Regions from separate parts of the Mus musculus genome. Here region 1 is linked to region 2. The links are chromatin contacts, called in public Hi-C maps. All regions are on one chromosome and are shown on one strand. Each heading gives the region's core, a stretch centred on a gene start, on an enhancer-like site or on the middle of the called end of the contact. The rest is flanking DNA. Distances are from core to core; before and after follow the strand shown.

Evidence for each region. Hi-C and Micro-C count contacts between places; a contact is called where the count stands out from the background.
Region 1: a contact with region 2 is called in a Hi-C map of the N1E-115 cell line, with 2.0 times the contacts expected there. The contact joins two enhancer-like sites. A contact is called at or near these places in 2 of 484 Hi-C or Micro-C datasets (the N1E-115 cell line and embryonic stem cells), 7 of 115 datasets of contacts at active chromatin or transcription factors (bone marrow-derived macrophages, embryonic basal ganglia, embryonic stem cells and 3 more) and 1 of 9 other capture datasets (embryonic stem cells).

Annotation. Positions count from the first base shown.
Region 1 is chr8:125,712,077-125,718,834 of GRCm38.p6, forward strand. No RefSeq gene overlaps it. Among named protein-coding and RNA genes, the nearest start is that of Ntpcr, 19 kb to the right of the region's middle. Within about 2 kb of position 4,320, at least 19 of the 459 cell types and tissues checked have an H3K27ac peak or open chromatin away from gene starts, as enhancers often do. A contact at or near this core is called in the N1E-115 cell line and neural progenitor cells, where this site is marked.
Region 2 is chr8:125,237,970-125,244,930 of GRCm38.p6, forward strand. All of the region lies in intron 11 of Disc1 (disrupted in schizophrenia 1), which reads left to right. Among named protein-coding and RNA genes, the nearest start is that of Gm30713, 140 kb to the right of the region's middle. Within about 2 kb of position 4,337, at least 24 of the 459 cell types and tissues checked have an H3K27ac peak or open chromatin away from gene starts, as enhancers often do. A contact at or near this core is called in the N1E-115 cell line and neural progenitor cells, where this site is marked.

The DNA.
Region 1 (6,758 bases), core at 3,070-5,569, 470 kb after region 2:
TGTCTGAAGACAGCAACAGTGTACTTATATATAATAAATAAATACATCTAAAAAAGAAAAGAAAAGAGCTTAGAAGACACTCAAGCTGCTGGTTCAGATTCTGCAGAAAGCCTAGAGCAAAGGCTCTAGTGGGAAGGACCTGGAATCTGCTGGCAGAGCAAATTTCTGGGCTAATAGGAAGTTCCTGGAACAGGGAGGGAGGCAGGTTAGCCAGCTCTCCCAGTTTCCCTGGATCTGAGGGGCTTTGGGTGTTGTGGTTTAGAAACAGGGCAATCCATCTAAGGGCTTATGCGTGCTTCATCCACTCATAGCACAGACCTGGCCTCCTCTCCCTCCTCATGTAGAAGCTTTCCCTCTTTCTCAGCCAGCCCCTGCATCAGCAGGGTTCTCCGGAGGGTCAGAGCCAATATATAATCTATATTAGGAATAACTCGGGAGGGGCTGGGTTGTCCAGCAATGGCCACCTGCATTCTGGACAAGTGGAGAACTTGGAGATGCTCCGTCCATGACACTGGATGCAGCCCCAAGATGGCAAGGCAGGCTTGGAGTACGCCCTGAAGAAGTGGAAGAGGCTGGTGTTCTGTGTCGCTGAAGGATGGTGGCAGTGGCCCCAGTACTAGACACTCTCTTAGGAGGATGGGAAGGCGGGGCTGGCTTTGCCTCTTCTTGTTGAGTTGTCAGGAAAAGCAGGTGGTAGGAAGTGAAATGTTGCCTCTCCCCAGAGGGGACAGACAGAGTCTTGTGATACCTGGGAGCCCTTCCGAGTTGGGCACCTAACTGTAACCCTGAAGTGGGCAGTGTCTGGCCACCTCACCTCATGCTTCCAGAGGAGGGACCCAGGCCAGCATGAAACCTTGAGATTGTGAGCAGTTCGCAGCACTGCAGAGCCAGCTAGTTACAATGTGGATGCTACACTCAATGTAAATTCCCAAATGAACTGAGTACTTTGCAAACAAACCACCAATGATGGTTAATCCCGCCAACTCAACAGGCTCTTTCAGGAGACAGGCCTCTGTCAGGGCAAGACTGGGAGGGAATTTCTTGAACCTAACTGTGGGGTCAACACCCCATAGATTGAGGTCCTGGTCTCAATACAAAGAATCAAATGCGCTGAACACCAGCATTCATCTCTCTCTGCTTCGTAGCTGCAGACGCCATGGGATCAGGTGCCTCACACTTCCGCAGCCATATTATTCCTACCGTGATACACTTGAACTGTGAGCTAAAACAAACTTTCTCTTTCTTAAGTTGGGTCTTGTCAGGCATTTTGTCACTGGCCTACCACCCTTCCTCAACCATAGCAAGCAGGTGAGACTGTGGCCTGGGCACTGCCAGCAGATGTGAGTTTCTTACTATTAAACATGTCCTGACTCGTCCTGTTTCCCTGGAGACTCCCACCTTATGTCCTCCTCCTGGACAGAAGCTTCCTGAAGGCCTATTTGTGTCTAGCTGGTTCCGGGGCCACTATGACTCATGTAGACCATTAGCAAATCAGGTTGCTACTGACATGGGCAAAGAGGTCATGTGGCTTCATTCAGCACATCATTTGTCAGTACACAGAATCCTGAATGTGGAGCAGAGCGGAGCCAGGGTCCCTCAGATATGTAAAACCAGGATCTTTCTCTAATATTCTTCAATGGACTGGAGGAAGCCAAGTTTGGGGACAGTCAGGTGATAGAAAGCATCACTTCTATTCCCAGTTGTCCAGATGTGTGTGCTGGTAAAGACGTTTGTAGTGAAGGCACACCAATCTCTTCCTCATTTCTTTTGTTCAAGCATCTACCCTTCCATTCCAGCTTCCTGCCCCAGGAGAGGTAGTCTAGTCGTGTATAGGTTCCAGACGGCATGGAAACCATGGTTGTTGGTACTGGGTCTGGCTCAGGAGGGAGTCTCACTAGCAGCCATGAAAGAAGACCTGCAGTGTTGCTCTCTCCTGAGAAAGAGTTTACAGGCGAGGGGATGGCTCTTATGGGAAAGACTGCATAGCACAACTGGAATAGATGCAGCCTCCATTAGCAGGAGAGACAGACAGGAGAGAGGGTAGAAGTTTGATCTGCAACTGAGTTTAGATATTAGGAAAAGTCTGGGCTGGTAGGTTACTTCATCTTATCTGAAGAATTCTATCCTCTAAGAGGAGACATTTTAGATACATTGTTGCAGGCTTGCAGCTGGAGAAAGGAGCACTAGCAGAGATTCAAACATCCATCAAAAAGCACCTCACAGATAGCACACAAGGAGGCTGGACTTAGGTAGAGTACATTCGTTATGACAAGCAGCTTCTCATGAAGGGACTGTAGCTCCAATTAGTTAATAATGTCCAAAGGGGAGCAAGAGAAAAGTCAGACCCAGGAGGGCCTCCTTTATTTCCAAACTAATCATCCTGCCTTTCGCTGCATAGAGACTCAGGGGACACAATCTCCCAGCACCTGATGCTTCCTAGCACCAGATTGGGTGAGAGGCAGACGGTGGGTGAGAAGGTGGCACTTTTCAGTATGTGGATGACACCTCACCTCTGCTGCTGTATGGTTGCAGGGACACTCAGCCAATGAGTTCCTAAGATCACATCCAGCTGCTCTTCATCAGAACCTGGAGGCTGAGACGCTGGAGTCCGGTTAATAAGTTGTACCTGGTGCCTTGTGCATCTTGGCAAAGGCAACCTCACCAGGAACTGTGGCAGCCAGATGAATAGCTCTGTGTGGCCATCTGGGGAATAGAATCAGAATTTAAGGGGAGGAAAAGTACAACTTAATTTTGAATGAACCTGAATGGGAAAGGCATGTCCCAAGAAGGGCAGGAGGAAGAAAACCCTTTCTATGGTAAATTCAAAAAATGTTTGGCTTTCCCCTTTGTCCTGGTGCTTAATTTGTTATTCTAGGCAACAGTGGCACCTGTTAGGTCCCCCTTCCCCTTGCTTTGTCAGTCACAGGGACAGCCACCACACAGCTCTCTCATTAGCAGATTAAATGGCTTTTAATAAGTGAAAAGTGCTTTCCAGTACCATGTACCATCTCCATGGTTTTTTTTCCCTTTGTAGCACTTCTAAACAGTTATATATTTTATTTGCTTCAAGAGGACAAATTAGCACCCCTCAAGCCCTTGTTTGCTTTCTCTATCACTCAAAAGAAGCTCTTTTCAATGTCTCCACCTTTGGGTCTAAACAAGGAATATGAGGCAACTCTATGATTAAGAAGAGCTCCTCTGTTGGATGATGATGATGGCACACACCTTTAATCCCAGCACTTGGGAGGCAGTGGCAGGCAGATCTCTGAGTTCAAGGCCAGCCTAGTCTACAGAGTGAGCTCTAGCACAGCCAGGGGCTACACAGAGAAACCCTGTCTCTTAAAACTAAAAGAAAGGGGGTGGGAGAAAAGAAGGAAGAAAACAATAGCCCCTTCTAATTTGTTTTTATTTTATGCAGGTGAGAGTTTTGACGACGGTATATATGAATGAGCACCGCATGCACGCCTAGTGCACATGGACGCCGATGAGAGAGAGCATGAGACCCGCTGAAATTTGAGTTGCAGATGTTCATGCACAACCATGCAGGTTCTGGGAAATGAGACCTGGGTCCACTGAAAAAGCAGCCAGTGCTAATTGCCGAGCCATCTCTTCAGCCCTGATAGCCACTTTTAAACTGTGATTCTGAAACAGCTTCAAGTTTGTCGGAGACAGCCAACAGTGGCGTGTAGGTGCCAAGCTTGCTGTTTTTAAATCATTACATTATAGGGTACCAAAGACTGAACCTTAGGTCTTAAGGCAAGGGAAGCTGATACTTACTGGCATTTTTTTTAAATCCCTAGCAATATTCTTACGAGAAAAACCTCAGATGCAAGGGCTGGAGAAACCCCTGCAGAAGTGTGCGTATTTATGTATATATATTTTGGTATACAAACACATACATGTACATACGTGTGGGTTCAAGGTCAATGTCCCATGGGAACTCTTTCTTAGCCATTCACCTTGTATTCTGAGGAAGGGTCTTTCACTGGGACCTGAAGCTCACTGGTTTGGAGAGAATGGCTGGCCACAGAAATCCCACCTCCACTCCTCAGAGGTCCTCATGTCTCCTTGGTGCTGGGAGAATAGACAGACAGCATCACACATGGCTCTGTTATGTTTGCCTGGGGATCGAGGTTAGCAAGCACTTAACTGACTTAGCCATCTCCCCAACCTATCTGCTGGGTTTTACAAAAGCAACATCCCACGAGATTGGCAGAACAGCAACTGCCCCAGGACCATAGACAATTACAGCCGCCCAGGGGCTAAGCTGAAAGCTCTGACACCTGGCTCTGCTCCACATGGAGACAGTAAATGCCAGCCAGAGGGAATGGGCCCAGTGCACACAGTCTGGCCATTGTGACAGGGGCTCTGCTAACCCTCTGAGAGAGGGACCAAGACAGAGCTCATCTCCAGGAAGCCGAAGGGAGCCAGGAAACAATCTGGCCCTGTGGGAATGTGGGGCACCTGGGAGGCAGGACGTGGATGTTTTGTTCCTTCAGTTTCTGAGCTCTTATCTAATAAGAGCTAAAGAGAAAGTCCAGACCTGAAGCCTCTGGCAAACACAATTCCCCCTTTGCAGACACATCTATCTGCATGCTCACAGTGAGGCCGGGGGATCATTAGCCAATGTGCCTGTCACGAGGCTCATGGGTATTGGCTGCCACTCAGGGGTCACTGTGATGTGGTTCCTGTTCAGTTCTCCTGTAAAGTGGCCTTTGCTCCAATTAAATAGGACTGCTTAACTTTGAACCGGGGCACAGAGCCCACCGTGCATTTGTCATGGGGTACATCAAAGCATCAGGAAGCTGTCAGGAGCTCTCCGGAGCTCTCCACAGGCCCTGGAAGCACTGGGCCATAACAAGGGCGTAAGCATGCTCATTTCCACATTCACTGATGTTGGGCTGCATTGTGGGGCCACCCTATCGGGCTTATGGTAGCTGCTGTTCAAAAGGCCAGTCCTTGCTTTGAAGTGAGCATCTTGAGAGGGGCTCCTGGTTAGAATCTGGGAAGGCATAAAAACAAGCCGGATTCTTTATGCCTATACAGGTTGCCCTCCCTGTACACAAACAAGTGGATTCATTGTAAGATATGGGGAAACTGCTCGTAGTATGTATCTGCTGATGCACTAAATGTAAATAGAACCTTAAGAAATAGTGATGAAGGCCATGTGTGAGCGTGCATGTGGAGGTCAGAGGATAATTTGGGCACCATTCCTCGGGGGCTGTCCACCCTGTTTTTTGAGGCAGGCCTCTTACTGGCCTGGAATTTCCTGATGGGGCTAGGGTGACTGTCCAGTGAGGCCCAGGAACTCCCTATTTCTGCCTCCCCAGCACGTGCATATCACCATACTTAGCTTCTCTCATGGGTTCTGCGGATCAGACTCAGGGTTCGTGCTTTCAGGCAAGGACTGTAGCCCCAGGTCATTGTGATGTGATTTGTTCTGTTGTTGTTTTGGCAATGGGGGTAGAACCCAGGGTCTTGTGTGTGCTAGGTAGGTAGGTGCTCAATGACTGAGTCATATCCTGGCCTGTAAAAAGCTTTCTATGGGAGGAAAAGAGAGTCTGGGGAGACGGGATGGAAAGTCCACGTCCTGCGCTGGAGAAATTCAATGTTTTCTTTCTTCTTGTCTGGTGAGACCTCCCAGGAGGCTTTACTCTCCCTTGAGTCAGACATCTCTTCCTGTCAAGGAGGGAGCAAGGTAAGAGAAAGTGAAGGAGCTCAAGGGTCACTGTCAAATGAACTCCTGCCAAGCATAAGGGGCTCCCTTCCCTAGTGAGGTAAAGGGAGGGATTCCTAAGAAAGTGAGGACCCAGGAGAACCTGGGCAAGCCGGAAGTGGTCAGCAGGGTGAATAGGCAGAGACACTGCGTGCAAGCTGCCACATGGTCCTGAACTGCCCATCCACAGAAGTTCACATACTGCTTCTGAGCCTAGAGGAAACCCAAAGCTGGTAAAAATGCATCTCCATGGTTTGTGTCCATTAAAAGGGACAGGGAGCTGGCAGCGGCCCCCACGGAGAGACAAGCTGAGCCCTGGTCATTTGACACTCTAGGGGTACTTACATCTTGCTCAGCAGTTTGAAGAGATGACTATATCCTCAGGAATCCCAGCGTGGCAAAGTATACCATCACTTTAGAGACAGGGAAATGTGAGATGCTTGGAGGTACCCGGGCTTGCCAAGGTCACACCGGAGCCGGGGCAGAACTTAAGTGACCAGGAAAGTCTGTGACAAGATGAGGGACTGTGACAAGGGCACGGGGAGGGAGCAGAGCACCCAGACAGAACTGAGCTAATGGGCAGCATAAATTCTTTAAGTGATTTCTTAAGCTTGAAATTTTATCAGGAATTTATTGTGCAAATTGGAATGCTGAGGGTCAAGGCTTGGAAGTTTCACCCCGAATAGCCTCTGTATCTCGTTAAGTACGTGCAAATTGGAATCACATCGCTGAGCACTGTGTCACAAAACCGAAAGCCCCCAAAACAGAGAGAGACAAAGAAGATTTGGGGATCAAGCCTTCTAACCCTAGACAGGCAGACAGTGTCTCTTCTTATAGGGTGTAATGAGGTCACATCATTCCCAGGACTGTGGTAGGTAGACAGTGTGGGTCAGCTTGTGTGACAGTGATGGAGTATCTCAAAGATTTTCCTGGGGAGACATAACAACATGTCAACTTACCCAGCAAGAGAGGATACTGGTAAACTAAAGAATTCCATCTATGCTTGGCTTGGTGAACCAATGAGCTTATTGGGGTGACTCAT
Region 2 (6,961 bases), core at 3,087-5,586:
CCCTTCATCTCTTTACACTGCGTAGGATGGATGCTGCATGCTTTGGTCACTGTGAGAACAGGGACCAGAAAGTGGGGGAAAGTAGAGACGGAGCCCACAAAGTTGCCCAGAATTCAGACTCTGTAGACCAGCATCAGAGTGCAGGTCTAACTTTATCATTTATTACATGAACTTATATGTAGCCTTTTAGCCAATTAGGGTACGTTTATGTATTCAAGGGCAAATCAGGGTGCAACCTGTGTTGTTTAGCCAAATTTGACTTGCCTGTCCGGGAGCCTGTAGGGGAGGGTCTAATCCCCTGTGGAGATAGATGTCTGTGAAGGCAGGGAAGCAGCCACAGCCCTGGCCTCTGGTCCTTTGTATTGTCTCGCTGGTATGCTGGGAGCCACATCAGATCATACACTGTGTACAGTGGATCAGTACTCTTCAAGGAGTCACAGGGATTTGTGGCACCCCCATCTCCTCCCCATTTCTTCCTCTACCAGGTTCATCTCCACCCCAACCCCCCCCCCCCGCCCCCACTGGTCAGAGCACTGAAAAGTCACAATACAGAAAATCTACGTGGAGAGTGAGCAAGCAGTTCATTGGTGAATGACCTTGGTTCCGTGGCTCTTAAAACCCTGGAACTAGTTTGCTGGATGGATGTGGAAGAGTTTGGAAGTGTAGGTTAGGGAAACCAAAAGCTGAGAGAAAAGGCTGATGCTGGGCCACATTGCTGAATCTCAGATGGGAACAATGTCTGTGTTAGGAAGTCTACATTCCTCTTACTTTCTGGGAAACTGTTTGTCCGAGCCCAACAGCTAAACTGAACCCTTTCTCTCTCCTGTTAATTATAACAAGGATTTTGGCCACAGCAGCGAGAGCTTCTGGTGCAGGCAGGTGCAGCGGACTATGCTTGGACCCCAGGGAGGACCTAAGGGTAGCAGCGAGCAGGAATGTATCACTACCATCTGCTCAGAGTCCTCTTGAGCCATCTCTGTTGCATCCCTTCCCCTGTGTGGGACTCCGTCCACCCGCGACAAGCCCCTCCAGTCTTCTTTTTCAGACTATGCAAACACAGACATCCACTTGTTAATCATTCAGTGTAGCAAGTGGATCAAAGTCTTCCGAGGGGTCTGCCGGGTGGCTTTTGAGGGCCCCTTCTTGCACATGCCTTACCTACAAGCTACCATCCAGTTTCCAGTTGTGGCCTCTTTAAAGTGGACAGAACGCTTAAGAGACACTTGCAAAGCAGCCTCCAGGGTCCAGCTCCTCTCTGCCTCTCTCCGATATTGTTGTATCTTTCCAAGGCTTTCCGTTAAAAGAAATGTGCATATGAACTTTTCTTTTTACAGTAACATTGCACTGGTTTGTATGGTACATATCTAAATGATATAATTAGGATTTTAAGTACAATTGGCATAAATAGGTTTAGAAACCATTCAACCAACCAGAATTCGAGCTCTCTGCCCTCTAGCCTGGCCTTGGACCCTGAGTGTAATGGAAGGAGCAGGTGGGTAAGGGAGGGCTTTCCTCTGTAGCCAGTGAGAGGCTCCTTCCTGCTGGTCCTTTTCTGTTAATTAATGTCCCTGCCTGCTGCCAGCCTCCTTCACCTGCCCCAGGGAAGGAAGTTGGCGCCTCTGATCTGCCTGTTTCCTGTACTTTTAGAAAAATGTGGAATCACTTTCTGTGCTCCAGGGCCCAGGGTTGGGGCATCTGCACTTCCTCCATTAATTAACCATAGCTCAGCGCATCTGAGAAAACAGACCTCAGGGCTCCTGGAGTCTTCCACCATGGAGACTCTTTGTCATTTGCTGGCAAAGGCTGAGGGATAAACAGGCAGCAGGGTGGTCACAGTCACCACAGGGTGGCAAGGACACCCTCACACACTAGCAACACAGGTTCCACTAACAAATGCACACTGTTGTCCTTTGGCAGCTGAGAGACTCCCCACCCCTGCAGGGCATCCCATTTCTAGAAATGGAATAGCACTCTATTCTTCATCATACCTAGGCCACATCTAATTCCTCAACAGGACCAGGGCAGTTAAAGACAGGATCTTCCTGTTTCCCAGAGGCTAGTTGTGAGCCAGGACTAACTATCCAGGCTAGAACAGGCAAGAGGCTGGCTGTGTAGAGCAGACCTTTGTCTTACATATATACATATGTACATATACACACATATATGTGTGTGCATACACACACACACACACACACACACACACATTGTCTTGCTCTTCCTTCCTTCCCAATTAATAGTTTAATGCCATTCTGTCTGTCTATACTGAGCATCTGTTTTTCCATCCACCAGTACTTCCCCCATTTGTGCATTTATGGGGACCCTATTCATAACAAATCAGGCCTTATCTCTCTGACATAAGTCGGGCAGATCCTGACAAGGTAGAAGTACAGTATAAGAAAGGAAAATGGCCCTTACTCTGCTCCATCCGGGGCATACCGCAGTGCCTCATGAGGGGCAGGCTCTGCCAGCCTAAATGCCGTCATCTCCAGGCAAGCTGCAGGTACCATGGCTACAGAACAAAGTAGTGCTGGTTGGGATGGCAACAATGAGACTCCAGGAAAGGCTCACCTTTGAAAAAGGTGCTCTCAGGGTCTCATGGTCACACAGGTTTGTGCTATACTCTAAAACTTAGAGCACACATGGGTGCCAGGTGGCACTTGGTCCTCCTCTCCTAGGTCCGCCTTACTCCGCCAGTCGGAATCCTTAGCCCCAGATGTCTTGGAGCTTATTCCCGCGGGGGAGTCCCCAGCTGTGGTCTGTCTTCACTTCCTTCTTTTAGAAAAAATGTTTTAAAGATTTATTTTTATTTGTATGTCTGTGTGTGCCACACACATGGGGGTATACAGAAGGCAGAAGAATGTGTCAGATCCCCTGGAGCTGGGGTTGTGGGTGATTGTGAACTGCTTGATGGGAGTACCCAGCTCACTCGAGTTCTCTGGAAGAACCATGAGCGCTCTTAACCTCTGAGCTATCTCTCCACCTCCTCTCTGTACTTCCTTATTCAAAGGAGTCCCGGTAGTGTGCTGTCACTGCTTCCAGACCCTGAATCTTCCTGGAGGGAAACTGTTCAGGCACTGTCTGATGCTGTAGATCTCATTTACCGACTGGCTTTCCTCAGAAGGTCCTATTGGAATCTGGTCTGCTCAAGTTTGGTTTTGTGCAATTTTAATTTGTGTGTGTGTGTATGTCTGTGTGTGTATATGTGTATATATATCTATATATACATATATATGTATGTGTGTGTTTATCATGTGTGTATGTGTGTCTATGTGTGTGCATGTACTTATGTGTGTATATGTGTATGTATGTATATGTGTATATATGTGTATATATTTGTGCATATATGTATATGTGTGAATGTGTGTGCATGTATATGTGTGTATGTATATGTGTATGCATGTATGTATTTATGTATATGCATATGTATTTGTATGCATATGTGTGCGTGTATGTGTATATGTGTGTATGTTATGTGTATATGTGTGTGCATGTATGTATATGCATGCATGTGTATGCATGTATATATGTGTGTATATATGCATATGTGTATATGTGTTTGTATGCATATATGTGTACATATATATATATGTATGTGTGTGCATGTATATGTCTGTGTGTGTGTGTATGTGTAGGTATCTGTGCAGAGGCTAGACGTAAACTTTGGGTGTCATTCCTCAGGTACCATATATCTTGTTTTTTGAGAGAGGAGCATTAGCCTGGAATTGACCATGAAGGCTAGACTGGTTGGTCAGTGAACCCCGGGGGACCTCTGTGTCTCAGCCTCCCCAGCGCACACCAGCACACCAGGTCTTTTACATGGGTTCTCCTGCTTGTGCTGCAGGCACTTTACCCACTGAGCTCCATTCTGGCCTCTGGTTTGCTCAACATTGATGCCCAAGCCTGGCGTGTTGAAGGGAAGCAGCCCAAACCCTCCTGAGTAATCCTGCCACACAAAAGGCAGTTTCCCAGGTCCTTCATGTACACTGGGAGGGGGTGGGGAAGGGAGGCCTGTTCTCACTGTGCAGTCGGGCTCTTTCCCCTGCTATGAGAAGTTTTGGTTCTGGTTTTTTTTTTTTTTTGGTTCTGTTGAACACTAAATAAAACCGAACACATTTGTCATAAACTTGCATCTCAAAGCCTTCTCTGAATGAGCGCAGGGTACTTGAAGACAACTAGCTTCTTGCTCAGACCTAAAGAGGTCTAAATGATTCAGATGCCTTCTGCCCCTACAGACATCTGGATGCTTTTAAAAGAGAAGCCCACCCACTCAGGGTGTGACCATACAATGTGGAATTTAGATGAATGTTTCTACTCTCCAGTATAATAAAGATTCACCCTTGGAGTCTTAATGTGTGCCTCTCTGCTTAATGGAATTTACACAGTGACTGTAGCTCTCAGCATGGGTGTGGAAAGTGAAGCTTATCACAGAACCTATTTCAAATAGATGCGAGAGAGACTCTTCCTGTGTCGGACGGGCATTTGTCTGAGGGAATGATTCTTTATGAAGACTGTATTTTTGAAGGAAAGATACAGACCATAGAGCATCCCTGGAATGCATTTGCAAGGGAACTATTCTGGAAAACAGCCCAGAGCCCGTGACTGCAACAGGAAGCCAAGGAAAGGCGTTAGCACATCCACTAAGCTCCGGCACGGTGGTAGCCGCGTCTGGTTTACCTCAAGCTGTAGGAGAGGTAATGAGACCTAGCAACAGAGCAGACATCCTGGGGCGCAAATTGAATTTTGGATTATAAGTGTGTGTGTGTGTGTGTGTGTGTGTGTGTGTGTGTGTGTGTGTTGCAGGGTTTTGGATAGTGTCATAGCCTGGCAACTCCTAAATGCAGATGGTTTGCCAGCTACTAGAAAAGTCTACTCAGTTACCTGTCTTACCCTGACTGTAGGAATGAGATTTGTAGGTGTGTGTGTGGAAAGGTGATGGGCTATTACAGACACTTTATTATATGGCTGAGGAAAAGAGGGTCTTGTGTGAGCTGGCTGAGTTATGGCAGGGGACAGTATACAAGATGACAGCTCAGGCAGATTGCATTCTTGCCCATCAATCAACACACACACACACACACACACACACACACACACACACAAAACCAGCAGCAGCAGCAGCAGCAGCAGAGGTTGGCAGTGGCTTGGAAATCCAGGCTGTACGACTTCCTGTCTGAACATAAACCCTTCAAATCCTTGTGATGGTTGGCCTGTTACTTAGTTACGAGATTTCCCTTGTTCGGTTGGTTGCCTCCAGTGTCTTATCCTGCTCTTCCCTTAGACTGGCTTTTGAGGACAACTTGAGAAATTAGTTATTTAATCACTCTCAATCCGTGTATATGGCCCAAGGGGCAACCTGTCTGCTTGAGTTTGCAGGGGGTCTCCACTGACAGTGACATTTCTGAAACCAGAGCTCACCCCACCTAGCAGTGACTTCAGTGAGCTTCCCAAAGTGTCACATATTCAGAATGACAATAGTTCACAGGACTTTCTCTTGCTGTAGTTCCAGCCTGATACTGTTAACAAATGCTCACCCAAACACCCATAATTATGTATTCCCTGACATATGAACTCCAGTTCAAAACTTCTAAGTGTTGGTGTTTCCCAAATGCTCTATCCAAGGTTCTAACCATCCTTATGGGAAATGAAGCAGTGTACAAAAGCCCTCAGGGATGCGGAGCACGGAGTGAGTGACGTCCCCACTGTGCATATGGGTGGACATCTTGCCAGGGACTCGATCTGGGTCTGTGTTTTAGAAAGATGTTGTCATGAGAATGTTCTGTTCATCAGAGGGAGTCGTGCTTTCTGTTTTCAACCAGGCTCTGGTCCGAGAGAGCAGGACAGAAATGTAACGTTGGCTCTCTTTCCACACAGCTGAAAGGGTTTATCCCGGGCATTCAAGCCTGCAGGACTGACCACGAGGTGACTGGCAAATGATGCTTGAAATGTTGTTGGATCATTTGGAGGGACTGCCTGAGAGGTTGTTACAGAGCATCTTCTGAGGCCAATAAAAGGGGTGTGTGTGTGTGTGTTTGTGTGTGTGTGTGTGTGCACATGTGCATAAGTATATGCATGTATGTATGCATATGTCACATGATGCTGTCTAGGTATACAGGAAAGGGGATCTTCTGATTAAAGAACTACAAGGAAGGAAAGAAGCCATCACTGGCATCTCAGAAAAGCTATCACACAGTACTGGAGAAATTGGAGTTCTTAAGTCTCATTAAAAAAAAAAAAAGTAAGAGCAGACATAAACAGGCTTGGGAACAGAGAATGCACTCAAATAATGAAAGCTTATAGTCAATTTGTTAGTGTTTAAAAGAAAAACCCCAGGGCAGGTAAGCTGTAATATTGTGGGGAGGAGAATGGAGACGAGAAGCAAGTATGGGCATGGTGTGGTTGGCCACAAGTCAGGCAGAGGGACTTTAGGGAAAGAGACGGAAGCCTAAAGCATTAGTTGGGGAATTTTAAAGCATATGTAGACCCTGGCCAGCAACCACAAGGAAAAGACAGAGGAAAGGCAAAATATCTTGGCTCAGAAAGGCCTGCAGACCCAGTGGAACCTCAAGGGTGCTGAAGTAGGGGACAGGAATTCTAGGGAGAAGAAAGTCTGTTATCTCAAGGTGAACTCACCTTCCACAGGGCAGACCCCGCCCAGACGCCTAAAGTGAGGTGAGCCCACCTTCCATGGGGTGGACAGCAGCCAGGTCCTTGACCTGCCCCACAGGATTAACCCAAAGTGGAGACAAGGACCTGTCCCCACCTGCAGACAGACATGTTGTGGGGTTTTTGAGGACCCACCTGAAGTAAGCTTAAATGTAGCACAGGGACTTCTATGTAGTTAAAGCAGATGGCCTTTAGTTGGGGAAGGCTCACAGCTCACTTCTAATTTATCCTAACTCTTCTGGCCTGTGTCCCCTGCTCGTGGCCTGTGTCACTGCTCATGGCCTGTGTCCCCTATTTG